Regions from separate parts of the Mus musculus genome. Here all the other regions are linked to region 1. Evidence: chromatin contacts called from public ChIA-PET, HiChIP or PLAC-seq and Micro-C data. All regions are on one chromosome and are shown on one strand. Each heading gives the region's core, a stretch centred on a gene start, on an enhancer-like site or on the middle of the called end of the contact. The rest is flanking DNA. Distances are from core to core; before and after follow the strand shown.

Evidence for each region. HiChIP or PLAC-seq counts read pairs in DNA pulled down with a chosen protein or histone mark. A called contact is a pair of places that touch in the nucleus more often than the background predicts. ChIA-PET counts read pairs in DNA pulled down with a chosen protein or histone mark.
Region 2: a contact with region 1 is called in a RAD21 HiChIP or PLAC-seq map of pro-B cells, with 4 times the contacts expected there. The contact joins the enhancer-like site here to the promoter of Ssbp3 in region 1. A contact is called at or near these places in 5 of 39 promoter capture datasets (the C10 cell line, the HPC-7 cell line, embryonic stem cells and 2 more), 1 of 15 datasets of contacts at CTCF or cohesin (pro-B cells), 3 of 484 Hi-C or Micro-C datasets (cerebellum and cortical neurons), 3 of 115 datasets of contacts at active chromatin or transcription factors (bone marrow-derived macrophages, embryonic hindbrain and forebrain) and 1 of 9 other capture datasets (pancreatic islet).
Region 3: a contact with region 1 is called in a Micro-C map of embryonic stem cells, with 5 times the contacts expected there. The contact joins the promoter of Dhcr24 here to the promoter of Ssbp3 in region 1. A contact is called at or near these places in 3 of 484 Hi-C or Micro-C datasets (all in embryonic stem cells), 1 of 115 datasets of contacts at active chromatin or transcription factors (pancreatic cancer cells) and 2 of 9 other capture datasets (adipose tissue and pancreatic islet).
Region 4: an RNA polymerase II ChIA-PET map of memory CD8 T cells shows a contact between it and region 1, with 38 read pairs. The contact joins the promoter of Ldlrad1 here to the promoter of Ssbp3 in region 1. A contact is called at or near these places in 3 of 39 promoter capture datasets (cranial neural crest, liver and neutrophils), 3 of 115 datasets of contacts at active chromatin or transcription factors (effector CD8 T cells, memory CD8 T cells and pancreatic cancer cells) and 1 of 9 other capture datasets (liver).

The regions. Positions count from the first base shown.
Region 1 is chr4:106,909,978-106,913,115 of GRCm38.p6, forward strand. It overlaps Ssbp3 (single-stranded DNA binding protein 3), which reads left to right and starts at 1,493. Exons shown (of 18, transcript NM_023672.2): 1 at 1,493-1,935; 2 at 2,926-2,998. The coding sequence starts at 1,880.
Region 2 is chr4:107,347,798-107,350,935 of GRCm38.p6, forward strand. Yipf1 (Yip1 domain family, member 1) reads left to right here. Exons shown (of 10, transcript NM_145550.3): 9 at 2,617-2,741. The coding sequence ends at 2,706. Among named protein-coding and RNA genes, the nearest start is that of Ndc1, 19 kb to the right of the region's middle. Within about 2 kb of position 1,649, at least 23 of the 459 cell types and tissues checked have an H3K27ac peak or open chromatin away from gene starts, as enhancers often do. A contact at or near this core is called in pro-B cells, where this site is marked.
Region 3 is chr4:106,559,434-106,562,571 of GRCm38.p6, forward strand. Dhcr24 (24-dehydrocholesterol reductase) reads left to right here and starts at 1,605. Exons shown (of 9, transcript NM_053272.2): 1 at 1,605-1,964. The coding sequence starts at 1,734.
Region 4 is chr4:107,207,466-107,210,603 of GRCm38.p6, forward strand. Ldlrad1 (low density lipoprotein receptor class A domain containing 1) reads left to right here and starts at 1,679. Exons shown (of 5, transcript NM_001081272.2): 1 at 1,679-2,119. The coding sequence starts at 2,005.

The DNA.
Region 1 (3,138 bases), core at 243-2,742:
GTGCTTGGCTGTATTCTAATTTAGGGAGGCTGTTACAAGTGTAGAACATTATTCCAAAAATGCACCCGGAGTCTCCTTCCTGAACCAGTGCAGATCCGTTTGCCGTGGGGCATTTCTTTTAAAAACCCCTTTTCTCTCTTCGGCAGGGCAAAAAAAGCAAACTTTAATGGTAGGGAATTATTGTTTATTTTGTTGAAATCTAGTTCTGAGTTTTCCTACTTAAAACGTGTTTTCCCCAGGACACTGACCTATCCTTTAATTGTTTGGTGTGAGGCATGTTAGGGGGAGGGGCGTTACTTGTTTATTGGAACAGCGCAGTTAAAAAAAAAAAAAATCAACCTAGGCTAACAGTTTCAAGGCTCCCCTAAAGATGTATCCAAACAGGCAGCCAATCAGCGCTTACACAGCTTTTCTGCTTGACTCTTTTAAAGAGACAGTGCCGACAATGTTTTATCACATTTAAAGAGAACCGCGCTCTAAAAACAGTATGAAAATGGGGAGCCATCCCTTATCTCACCAGTTTTTGATTTGGAGACTCCAATGAGAATACACTGCAGGTTTTTGGGTTCCTCGAGTGGACAGAAAGGAGTCGTGAGCAAAAAGCTTGGTCACTCTGCCAACCCCCCATTTCCCATTGTACACCTGGGTCATTGACAATGGAAGCTTCCCCTCCCCCCACGCCCGACTCTGGTCCCCTACTCTCCAATTTAGCTCCATTTATTTGAAGTTTGAGATTTCTGCGGCGCGCATTCCGAGTCGCGAGGCGTCCAGGTGACGTCCCTCATCCAAACGGAACCCTTTCCCGTGGAAAGGCGAGAGGCTAACTTGCCAGGGCTAGCAAACCTCAGAAATTTGAGAGAAATCAACTCTCTTTCCCTCTAGTCCAAGACCTCTTTTCCCTCCTACAGCTTGCCTGGAGCACGCCAAGGGCCATTTTCGCGCGGCTCCACTTTGGGGTTTCCCAAAGTATTTTAACGATCTAGTAAAGAAGCAGCCGCGCGCTTTGGCGCCAGCTTCGGCCGCCCAGCTCCGCGTGCAGCCCTGGCCGGGGCTCGGGAGGCAGGGCTGGGCACAGGCAGCCCGGGGTGGGGCGGAGAGGGGAGCAGGGCCGGCCGGGGTCCTGGCCCGCTGAGGGTACGCTCAGCACGGGGAGGCGGGGGCGCTGGGGGCTAGGCCGACGCGGAAAGGGGCGCGCCGGGCCAGCCGGGGTCCGCGCCTGCTGTCGCAGCGCCCAGTCCCCGCCGCGCCGGCCGGGTGCTCCAGTCCACGCCCGAGCCCCTCGAGTCACCGCCCCACCCCAACGCCAAGGCTCGCCCCCCGCTCCCCCGGCCGGGGCACGAGCGGGCAGCGGCTCGCGGAGGAGGCGCAGCGGGACTGGCGCGGCCGTGCTGACAGGCGTCCCTCTCGGCCTCCAGGCCCGCCCCCGCGCGCCGATTGGCCGCCGCGGCCGTCCGTCGCGGGGCGTGGACGCCCGCCGCGCTCCTGCCGGGGCAGCCACGTTCGGTTGAGCTCCAAGTAGACCAGCGGCGGCGGCGGCGGCAGCGGCAGCGGTGCTGAAGGCGCAGAGGGCGGCGCAGGCGGAGCCGGGCGGCGGGCGCGCGGGCCGCGAGCAAGCGAGCTGCAGGCTTCGGGCGGGCGGCGGCGCAGCTCAGGCCGAGCCGGCGCGGGAGGAGTTCCAGGGCGATGGGGCCGCGGCCGGGGCTGACGCTTTGACAGCTGGAAAGAGCGCGGAGCCTGCGCCTGGGAGGGAGGGAGCGCGGCGAGCGGAGTGCGAGCGAGCGGGCGAGCGCCGGGAGGGGGCCGGGAGCAGGGCAGCTCGGGAGACCGGACGGTAGCGGCGGCGGCGGCGGCGGGCTCGGCGCCCTCTTCTCTGCAAGCCATGTTTGCCAAAGGCAAAGGCTCGGCGGTGCCCTCGGACGGGCAGGCTCGGGAAAAGTAAGCCTCTCGCGAGTGGGGCCGCGCCGCGGGTGGCGGGAGGCAGGTGGGCGCGGGGGTCGCGCCGCCTGGTGCCCCTGGGGCCCGGGTCTCTGCCCCGCGGCGGCGGCGGTGGCGTGGAGAGCCCATTGTTGGGCGCCGGCGGAGGCTGGGGCACCCTGAAGGGGCGGCAGGGCAGCGGTGGGCGAGGGTAGTTGGTAGGCGCGGGGCAGAGCGGGCGCGGGGGTCCGCGACGAGGGTGGGCGAGGTCCCACTCGGAGCCGGTGCGCTCGGCCCGCTGGGCGCGGGGCCCTTACTTTGCCCACCGAGTGCGGGCAGGGGGCGCGTGGCTTTCTGCAGCCCCGAAGGCTCCTTTTGTCCGCCCGCGGCGTGAGGAGTGCGTGCCGGGGGCTTTGTTCGCCCGGGAGCGCTCTCCCTACCCAGCCAGCGGCCTCCCCGTCAGCCCGGTGCGCTCCGGGGCGTCCGGGCTGGGCTGGGCTGGGCTGGCGGCGCCGGCCCGGCCCCAGGCTTGGGGGACAGTTGTTTGAGGGGGAGATGCTGAGGGCGGCGCTTTGCTGCCCTCTCCAGAGCGCGCCAAGTACCCGGACTGGGACCGAGTCCGTTCGGACCCCAAAGCTGGGCTAAAGCAGGGAGCTGAAGTGGGCTGGGAAAAGGAGGGTGGCTCAGGCAGGGCTCTTGTAAGGGGCTTGCGAGTTTGCGAGACCTAGGTGGGTTTAGTCCCAGTGCCACTTGGAAGTTCAAGTTTGGGGACCGGTCTCCGGCTCCCGCGGCTTGGTGCAGCTTGTCTGTGGTACCCACCCACTAGCTGTTCTGTCTGGGGTGATAGGTACTCACCTCTTGTCGTGGCCACAATGGGATGGCACAGACCGGGCTCACAGTCACTGGCAGGGTCCAGAGCGAGCCTTAATGTGATCTGACCTCTCTCTCTCTCTCTCTCTCTCTCTCTCTCTCTCTCTCTCTCTCTCTCTCCTCTCACTCCTCACTTTCCAGGTTAGCTTTATACGTCTACGAATATTTACTGCACGTAGGAGCACAGAAATCTGCACAGACCTTCTTATCAGAGGTGAGTGGGACTCCTTCTCTTTCCCTAGCATCCAGTTTCTTGACACCCCCTCCTCCCCACTATTCTTAGAGCCTTTGTTTTCAGGAGCAGCCACTGTGGCCACCATTTTGAATTTTTATCACCTTTTGGCATTTATTGTT
Region 2 (3,138 bases), core at 399-2,898, 440 kb after region 1:
TAGAGGAAGCCGGGGGTCCCTCCAGCTCCCACACCCACACTTTGGTAATAGAGGAAGCTGGGGGTCCTGTCCAGCTCCCACATCCATGCTTTGGTTATAGAGGAAGCCGGGGTCCCTCCAGCTCCCACACCCAAGCTTTGGTTATTACTCTGGCCGCCTTTCTCTTTCCTAAGATAAAGGGACTGACCATGCACATCGTAGCACCGTCTGTCCTCTTGGAAGGTTTGGATAAGGTTTGCAGCATGAAAATTATGACAGGTTAGCTGTGTCAGGTGTCTCTCATCTGTCATCTCTGTTCTCAGGAGGCTGAGGCAAGAAGGTTTCCACAAGTTTATGGCCCACCTGGGTCTCATAGTGAGTTGCAGGCCCTTCAGAGGTATAAAAGCAACACCTTGACTTATGAGCAGGGGTTTACTGGGAGGACAGCTCAGCTGGTAAAGTGCTTTCAGAGGACTCTAGTTCGGTCTCCAGAACCCACATAAAAAGAGCTGAGCATGGTGCATGCTTGTAACTCCAGAATTGGGGAGATGGAGACAGGTGAGGCTCAGTGTTAGTCAGCCTAGCCTACGTGTGAGGAGGGGACCTGGTGTGATTATCAAGGAGGAGGTGGAGGAAGAAGAGGAGGAGAGTGTCAGAGGAATAAACTTGAGGTTATGCTCTGGCCTGCACACACATGTACATGTGTGCCTATATACCACACACAGGTGAACATACACAGACACACACATACGGAAAAACAGAGAAAGAAAACTGTTCATGTAATGTCAGAAGACATTATAATTATTGGAAAGCGGTGGGAGGAGTTGGCGAGGGAGCTGTTCGAGCTGAGGGGCACCAGCTGAAGCAGACAGCCTCGCCCGGCTTTCCCTGTCTCCCCTGGGAACCGCGGATTAGTGCTTCGGTTTCAGAGCAGTGATGTATGTGGCAGCCTCACATCTGCTGAGGTCCCTCGGTGACTGCACTGGAAAATGATCTCCAGGTCTTCACTGAACACACCTGGCAGGGACAGCGAAGGAAGCACAGAGCGTGGGTCCTTGGTGGGTTGTCGAGAGCCAGGCAAGCCCACGTTTGGATGATTACCACTGAGCTCAGGGAAAATGGCGCCTACTGGCCACAGTGCCTCAGGATGGGCTGAGCTGAGCACAGACCCTGTGCCACATCACTGGCTGTGCTAGAAGAAAAAGCCTTTTAGAGACTTTTTCCACCACCACCCCGCAATTTTGCAGACAAAACCGAGGAGGTAGAGAAGCCTGTCTAGAGGCACAGTGCTAGTAACTAGTGCAGACAGGGAACGCAGACCACTCAGCTCTGAGACTCATAGCTTCCTGAAGAGCATTTCCTCAAGTGGCCTGGAAGAGAGCCACTCCTTCACTGGTAGTCCCATTCAGTGTTCCTGAGGAGCAGACACGATGGCCTCGGTCTCACTCATGACCCCCAAGTAGAGGAATCGCCTTCCTTTGTGCCAGGAAACAGCTGCAAGAGAAACTTTTAAATTAGGTTTGCTCTGGGGCTGTGATAAGCTAGAGGGAGTTTCTGGGGGGTGGGGGTGGGGGGGCGGGTGGCAAAGAGAAGCTAAAGAGATCTGTTAAGTATGAAGGTTGGAACAGGCTGGGAAGCCCAAGTGTGTTGTGTTGGCACCCTCTTCTGGCTAATAAGGGCAGAGCTGCTGAAAATGGTTCTTAGCTTTTTACCTTTTCATCTTCCTGAGCCACCCATGCCAAGGGAATCCTGTGTATCTAGTGGCCCTTGGGATAGTAACAGCTTCACCCTCCCACACACCCTTTGAAGGGGGGGCTCAAGGCTAACAAGATTGGTGTTTTTCTGTGCTAACTTTAGTGTCCTCTGACCTTAAGGCAGGAGGGAAGATCTTCGTTGCCACCTCCCCTGTCCCATCACCTCCTCCTGGTTCCTGGCAGCTAAGAGTGACAAGCGGAAGCTCTTGTCACACACTTCATTCTCAAGCTCAAGTCCTGGGGACTGAGGTGTGCTTAGCACCTTATTTTCGAGGTCTCTGCAGAAAGTCAACTAACTGGTTTAGCAAGTCAGTCCATAAATATCTGGCTACTTGCTATCAGGCCAGACCGAGATGCTGGCAGAGCAGAGGTAGAGGCAGAGACAGTCCCTGTATCCCCTGTGTGACACAGTAATTGCTAGCGTGAGTCCTGGATCCACTGCTCATGCGCCACGCTCACTTACCCAGGGACAGTCTCTGTGAGCCTCAGTTTCTGCACCTGCCAGGAGAGATCATCGTACAACCCCTTAAGGTCTCTGAGAAGAGTCAGGCATGCAACATAGCATGGCCAGTGAGTGGAGCTAAGTTTTTTGTTGTTGTTGTTTTGTTTTTTCGAGACAGGGTTTCTCTGTGTAGCCCTGGCTGTCTTGGAACTCACTCTGTAGACCAGGCTGGCCTTGAACTCAGAAATTGGCCTGCTTCTGCCTCCTAAGTGCTGGGATTAAAGGCATGCGCCACCACGCCTGGCTGGAGCTAAGTTTTAAAAGGTTGAGTCAGGGAGATACACAGTGAGGTGGCTGCAGTCTGGTGTGATAACAAATATAATGGGGGGGGGGGGCCAGAGACTATTAACATGGCTCCCTCCTGTGTCTCCTTTCCTGCAGGCTTACTTCTTTGATGCTCCAGAGATGGACCACCTCCCAGCAGCTATAACCACTCCCAACCAGACAGTAACAGCGGCCAAATCCAGCTAATGGGGAAAGCAGGTGGTGGCATTTCATCTCTCAGGGTATGTCACAAATAGGAAGGTACATCAGTTCTGCATTACCATCAGGGACCAAAGGCTAGACCCTGAGCTTGTAGACCCTGGGGTAGCGGGGGTGGGGGGGGAGTCCCTGCTCTGGTGATCACACCCACCTTCTCTATCCCCACTACACTGTCCAGTAGCACAGAAGGATTTCTTCCATATCCTAATTGTCTCAGTGATTTTTCTGCATTCTGTGACGTCTCCGACTGATCTCTGAAACCAGTGTTGTCCTCTCTTGAAGGACCCCTGGATTTCTCTGAAGGCTTCTGGATTTCTGTGCTTCATGTGCTCAGGGCCTTTGAAGTTATTCCTCTGTGAATGGTTAGCTGAGCGGGTTAGAGTGTGCAAGAGAGAGATCCAGTTTCATAACTTATTCCTT
Region 3 (3,138 bases), core at 355-2,854, 350 kb before region 1:
TGAAAGTCACTGTTTCAAAAAGGAGGGTGGACATTGAACTTTTGTATACACACATAAGCACACATGTCCTCCCTTGCACAAACAGGAGTGTTCGAGGTCACAGTTATGTCTACACATACACATATACATGCACACCAAGAAATAAAAATTTTACTATTAACCCAAGATAATGTAATCATTTTGACCAAAGTCAATATGAATATTATGAACATGTGTTTTACACTTAAAGGACATTTCAATTTGTGTAAGCTACTGACAGCTCTATCAGTAGCTGTCATAGCTGGGTAGGACGGTCGGTTCCAGTCTGGACTCCTCCCTTTGGAAGCTGAGGGTAAACAACCTCTCACTTTGAACTTTGATTTCTATTGGATATTTGAACTCCCACATACATTCTTCACTTATCCTTTGGTCAACAACGGTGTGCCTTACAATGCCCTAGTCATTATGCCACAAATTGGAAATTCAAAAGTGCTGTAATAACAAGGTGTTGTTTGCCCTAAAGCTCCATCTGTAGGAGGGAGAGACACATAAAGGGACAATTATATAAAAATGGAAAGAACTGTGAGCCTCTGAAAGAAGTACATAAACTTGGCTTTAGAAGTGGCACCTCGCGAATCTCTAGGCTGTGTAGTGCTTTACCTCGGTGATACAATGGGGAAAGAGCCTTCTAGGGACAGATTCACCGAAGGTGGAAGGTGGCGCTATAAAGGATGGCAGAATGGAGTGCCCGAGTCCGTGTCCGGACAAAGGTGGAAGGGGGGGGGGGGGGGGAAGGAAAGACACGTGAAGCAGACAAGGCCCTGGGAGGTTTGAAAAATCTTCAGAGCTTCCTCCTGTTCAGGGAAAGTGCAAATACCACCGGACTCAAGCTTCTGGCGAGGTCAGAGGTTGTTCCGCAGCCTGGCCTGGTTGCTCCGCAAGGCCGGGGCCATGTGCTGGGTTCTTACTCTTAATCTAGGGCTGCCATGCCGCCTTGAAGCTCTTTCTTCCTGTCTCCAAGCCTCCATCCACTTTGGGTTCAGCATGGAAGAATGCCATCAACGCCTCTGTGCTTTTTAAAATTACTCGACAGGTGGAATTCACCATCGCGTATTTTAAAATGGGGGTCCCAGCTACCCACGGCCCAGAACTGCTAAGGGGGGTAGTTCAAATGCATTTATGGTAAACGCCCTGAAAATTGAAAGGATTCCCCCTCCTGGCCATGTGCCTACAGAGTGTCATGACCTGCCCCGGTCAAGGCCAGAGGCTCTCCTGCCAGGGTTGCAGGGTGGTTGTCTGGAGCGCCTCCCACCCTGGGGAGGTAACCCAATGCACAACTGCTTGACGTGTGTCCACGGGAGGCACCACCCAAGGAGGAGATCAAGGGTGGTCCCGCTGCCTCCAGAGCGAGAGCCCTAAACCCCGCCAAGCCCGCCGCTTGCCGACCCTACCAGCGCCCCCAGCCCAGGTCAGCCCCTCCTCGCACGCCGACTAGAAGAGGGTGGAGCATCCCGGTTCCCGCAGCCAATGAACGCAGCGGCTCCCTGGTCCGATCCCCGGCGCGGCTCACCATTGGTCGCCGCCTGGGTCTCGGCCCACCGAACCTTGGCGACCCAAGCCAATCGCGAGGCGGCGGGCCCGACTTACAGGCTCCCGGGGCGGTGGCGGCAGGCGCTGAGCCGGCGGAGCGCGGAGCGGGCGAAGGAGACGGGCGGCGCGAGCCCGCACCCTTCCGCGCGGTGCGCCGCGACACCATGGAGCCCGCCGTGTCGCTGGCCGTGTGCGCGCTGCTCTTTCTGCTCTGGGTGCGAGTGAAGGGGTTGGAGTTCGTTCTCATCCACCAGCGCTGGGTGTTCGTGTGCCTCTTCTTGCTGCCGCTCTCGCTCATCTTCGATATCTACTACTACGTGCGCGCCTGGGTGGTGTTCAAGCTGAGCAGTGCGCCGCGCCTGCACGAGCAGCGCGTGCGGGACATCCAGAAACAGGTGAGCGGCGCGGGGCGCGGCTGTGCGCCGGGGTAGCGGTTCTCTGGGCGACGGGGGCGTGTGGGGCCGGAGGAATGGGCGTGGGAGTGGGGATCGCAAAGGACCTGGCGTGTGATGGGGGAAGGGACTGTCCAAGGATGAAACGGAAGCAGCAAAAGCACCGGGGCAACAAACAGAACCCTAACCCTAGGTTTATAAAGTGTCTGCTAGGTGCAGGGCATGCGCAGTGCCTAGAAAACGAGGGACCCTAAACCCTCGGGAAGTGCGCAACAGTCAGGTAACTCAGGCCCCCCACATTCCAAAGGAGGAATGGCCTCTGGAAGGTGGTTCTGGGAAATGGGGAGGGGGGAGATCCAAGTGGAGAGATTGGCTGAGCAGAAGTAGGAAGCTGAGGAGCACAGTCATGAGAGGAAAAAGGTTAGAAAGTCAGTTTGGAGAGGAGCCTTATGCAGGAAAGAGGTGAAAGTTTGTTTTGCGGTCCGAGGTGCTTCGGATCCTTTTACAATGGAGGTTTAAAGAGAGATTAAAAGGCAGGATCAGCCCCCAATTCCGTGTAATGTGCAGCAGATTCTGCATCCAGATGTAGTCGTCCCAGTAAGTAGATGAGGAGTTCATATAGGCCAGCCGGCACCAAGGCTAAGACTTCTCTTCACAGTGAAGCGTCTTCCCCCTCATCCAGGGTTAGCATGGGCTCCCTTTGCCCTCCTTATATTCCTCTCTAACTTGCATCAGGCTTCAGAGAGCGTCTGCTTCCTGCCGCTGCCCGCATGGCAACCACCCTCTTGTTCTATTTACTTCTTGCTGTATGCTGCAGACTGAGCACCACAGGCTTAGCCTGCAGGTGCCAGGCAGAGTGACCTCCAGACCAGAAGACCTTACCCAGGGAGAGGAGATGCAGAGGGTGCATCGATCAGAATCACTTTGCACCTCCACCCCCACCTGCACCATTTTCCTTGGGTCTGTCTGCAGGTTCTATTTGCCATTTATTTACCTGCTGGATGTCCTGTGAGCACCAGAAGACAGGACTGTTACCTGACGGCTCCCCTTGGGGCAAGAGTGTATTAGTGAGAGGTTGTTAACCTAAACTAAATGGAAGGATGCGCAAGGAACAATGGGGCCCTACACGCCATACCTGTGCCACTCGTGTGTGCAGTTTACAGTCCACGGCCTCCTG
Region 4 (3,138 bases), core at 429-2,928, 300 kb after region 1:
ACTATAAAAGCAAGAGTAACATGGATACATACATACATACATACATACATACATACATACATACATACATACAAAGGGACGCTAAAGAATCAAGAGTCTGTGGAAGTCATACTAAAGGGCATGTGTTGGACCAGGAATGTACTCTGCTGTCCACTCTGACATCTGTAGTAGGCATTACTAATCAATCATAGACCCTGACGTTAACATCCTTCTGAAATCATGTGCCTCTTAGTCTCTACTATCGTTGGCACAAAAAAAAGAAATCTAGGTACCATCTTGCGTTTATATTCACCCCCTTCGGCCTTTTCCTTTTCATGGCTTCTCAGCCTGGCTTGCAACCGCCATTGCCCCCCCCCCCTTGCCTACCACAGACCAGTGAAGCTAGGGATACGAGAATTGCCAACAGCTTCATCCAATGGCTGGCAGGATGGGATGAGTGCCCCGCTTCCCTCGGGTGAGTGCCTTTGAGATGCATCTTCACCAGTGTCCCCAAATGCCTCGCAGAATCCAGGTGCTGCCCCATAACAGTGAGCAGCGTCTTTCCCTTCACCTCAGCTCCCTCACTCCACACCAGCATGTCCAGGATCCTTCCCATTAAGACCGTCTGTCCCCTGTTCTTGTCAGAGTGCCCAAGTCTGAGAAACCTACACTCAGGCACCCCTGCATCTACATGCCTGTGAAGGGAAGGGCCTTTCCCAAGCCATTGGCAAGGTCCTTGTGAGAGCCAATACTTAGCTTGCCCAGTCTGATGGCGACCTATGTCTCCAGCCTCCATGGTTTGGCTTGTATTTCCCACCACAAGAGAAATGGCCCAGCACAGAAATCACTGATGGGAACTCCTGGACACCTGCAGTGGGTACTACCCTCGGGGTGGGCCTCAGAGCATCCTCATCTGCTTCAGGGCCCCTGTCTCCTCCTTAGACTAGATTGCTAAGAAATCTACTCCATGCTGGGACAGAAGATATTCTGGAAAGCAGCTAGCTCCCACCCAGATACCACCCCCAAAAAGCTAAAAAATATATTTCTCCATGCTTTCAACAATTCAAATATGTCTTTCTCTCTTTTATTTATTAATATGTGTATGTGTGTGGTAGAGGTGCACGCATGAAGTGTATGGAGTCAGGACAACTATGTAGAGTGGGCGCTCTCCTTGTATCTGCACATTCATCCTGGGACTCAAACGAAGGTCCTCAGGCAGGCACCTTTATCCACTGAGCCATCCTGTTGGCCCTCAGAAGTGCATATTCTTCTGGTCTAGAAGAATGAACATGAACAGTTCATCAATGAGAAAAGGAACTCTACCTTCTGGCCACTGAACCAAGACTCATGGCACTTCTGCCTGTGGCTTCCTTCAGCCAGGGGGCCTTGCCACCCTGCAGTCTGATGATGCAGAGGAGAAAAATGTGTTAAAGCCTTGGTTCCATCTCTCCCACATATAGTGTGACTTGAGGCACAAACACCAGCTTGTCATCTGTGGAATTGGATGCGTCACTGTCCAACTGCAACCTAGGGAAAGACGTGGTAGGAGCAGGTACCCCTGTCCTTTCCTCCGTGGGGGAGGCAGCCTGGGAGGAGAGTGCCACAGGAGAGGGCACAGCCCTAGCAAAGCCTGTTGCTGTCCTGCCCTCCCACAGGCTGCCCTTGGTGACAAGGTGGAGAACTCTACACTGAGCTCTTTATTCCACCTCAGTTCCTGGAGATGAGTGTTGGAACCATGAACAAAGTCTTCCCCCAGGTAAAAGCTGCCTGGGTCTGAACTGACTCTTGACCTAGGGAGCCATTCTGCAGATGGAAAGGGCTTGTGGGAGGGGACCCTAGGACCCACGGCCACATCCATCTGCCCTGGGGACTCGCTCCACCTGAGATCCATGAGTACTGAGAAGCAGCACAGGACACCTAGGGGTGTTAGGGCACTGTCACTAGGAGGACCTGCCTGAGTCAGTTTGGAGGACAAAGGAGGAATGGGTCCTGTACGGGTCGAAATGTGGAAATGTGAAGCCCAGGATGAGCGTGGGCTGTGAGAGAGCAGAATTTTGCCCAGCCTGCTTCTGGTTTCTTGGCCAGGCAGATGCCGAGAGTAACATCACCACTAGAAGGAAAGCCCGCCCTGGAGATGAAGGTAAGGACAGAGGTGGGGGTCAGGCTGGGCGCTGTGGGTCCCTCCCTGGAAACTACCTGACTCTAGGTAGAGAGTGTCTGAGGCTACTCAGCTCTTCTACTCCAGTGTGGGTGGTGAGGTCTGCTTCCAGCTTCCTGGCCAGCCATACTGACAGCTGCTTGCTGGATAGAACTTTTCATTCTCTCCAGCTACCAGCATTTTCTGAGTGCCTACTATGTGCCTTTTGCCTGCTGGGCCACCACACAGAACCTATAAGACCAAGGACCTCCAAATCAACCTCTGGCCCCCATGCCTGACCTGGATGCTCCTGTTGATCATAAGATGGAGTCGGCCAGGACCACACACTTGTACTTATTATGTTTCCCCAATTCCTGTGCAGCCGGGACCTTTGTATCTCCCTGGGTCCATCTTGGCCTACAGTTGATGAAGGAGGAAACAGATAGATGCTAAGAAGGGTTGTAACCCTTTGCAGACCCTTCTGCCTCGGATCCCTGGGGCTGCAGACCTCAGTTTCAGGACAACCCTGGGTGGGTGGGGTACTAGAAGCAGCTGAAGCTAAGAGAGGTTGAATAATCAGGTCACAGTTATATGGCATCGGAAAGGAGGCCCCTGGTTGCTAAGCTTCAGGGTCATGCCCCATGCTGGTGGCTTTTTCCAAGTTGTCACTCAGTGCGGCTTATCATAGGTGTGGTTTTTCTTCCTTTGCCCTGGGTGGGCAGTTTCTGAAGTTTCTGGCTTTAAAGTGGGTTTAAAGCTTCCCTCCACTTCTGAGAGCTCTCAGCCTCATCTGGAGGGCCAGACAAGGTCAACTAGGAAGGAGGGTAGCGACTAAGTCTCCTGTGTCAGGCCACAGAAAGGCAGAGGCAGGTTTCTCTCATCCCTTGGGCTCTTAGGTTCTGAGACAGGCATTGCTCTCACTGGTGCCCTGTGTGGGTTTGTGTGTGTGAGCGCATGCATGTGCAAGCTCGCAAAGTTGCCACCAAGGCAAGAGCTCTGCCTGCTGCTCCAGTCTTGCCTGC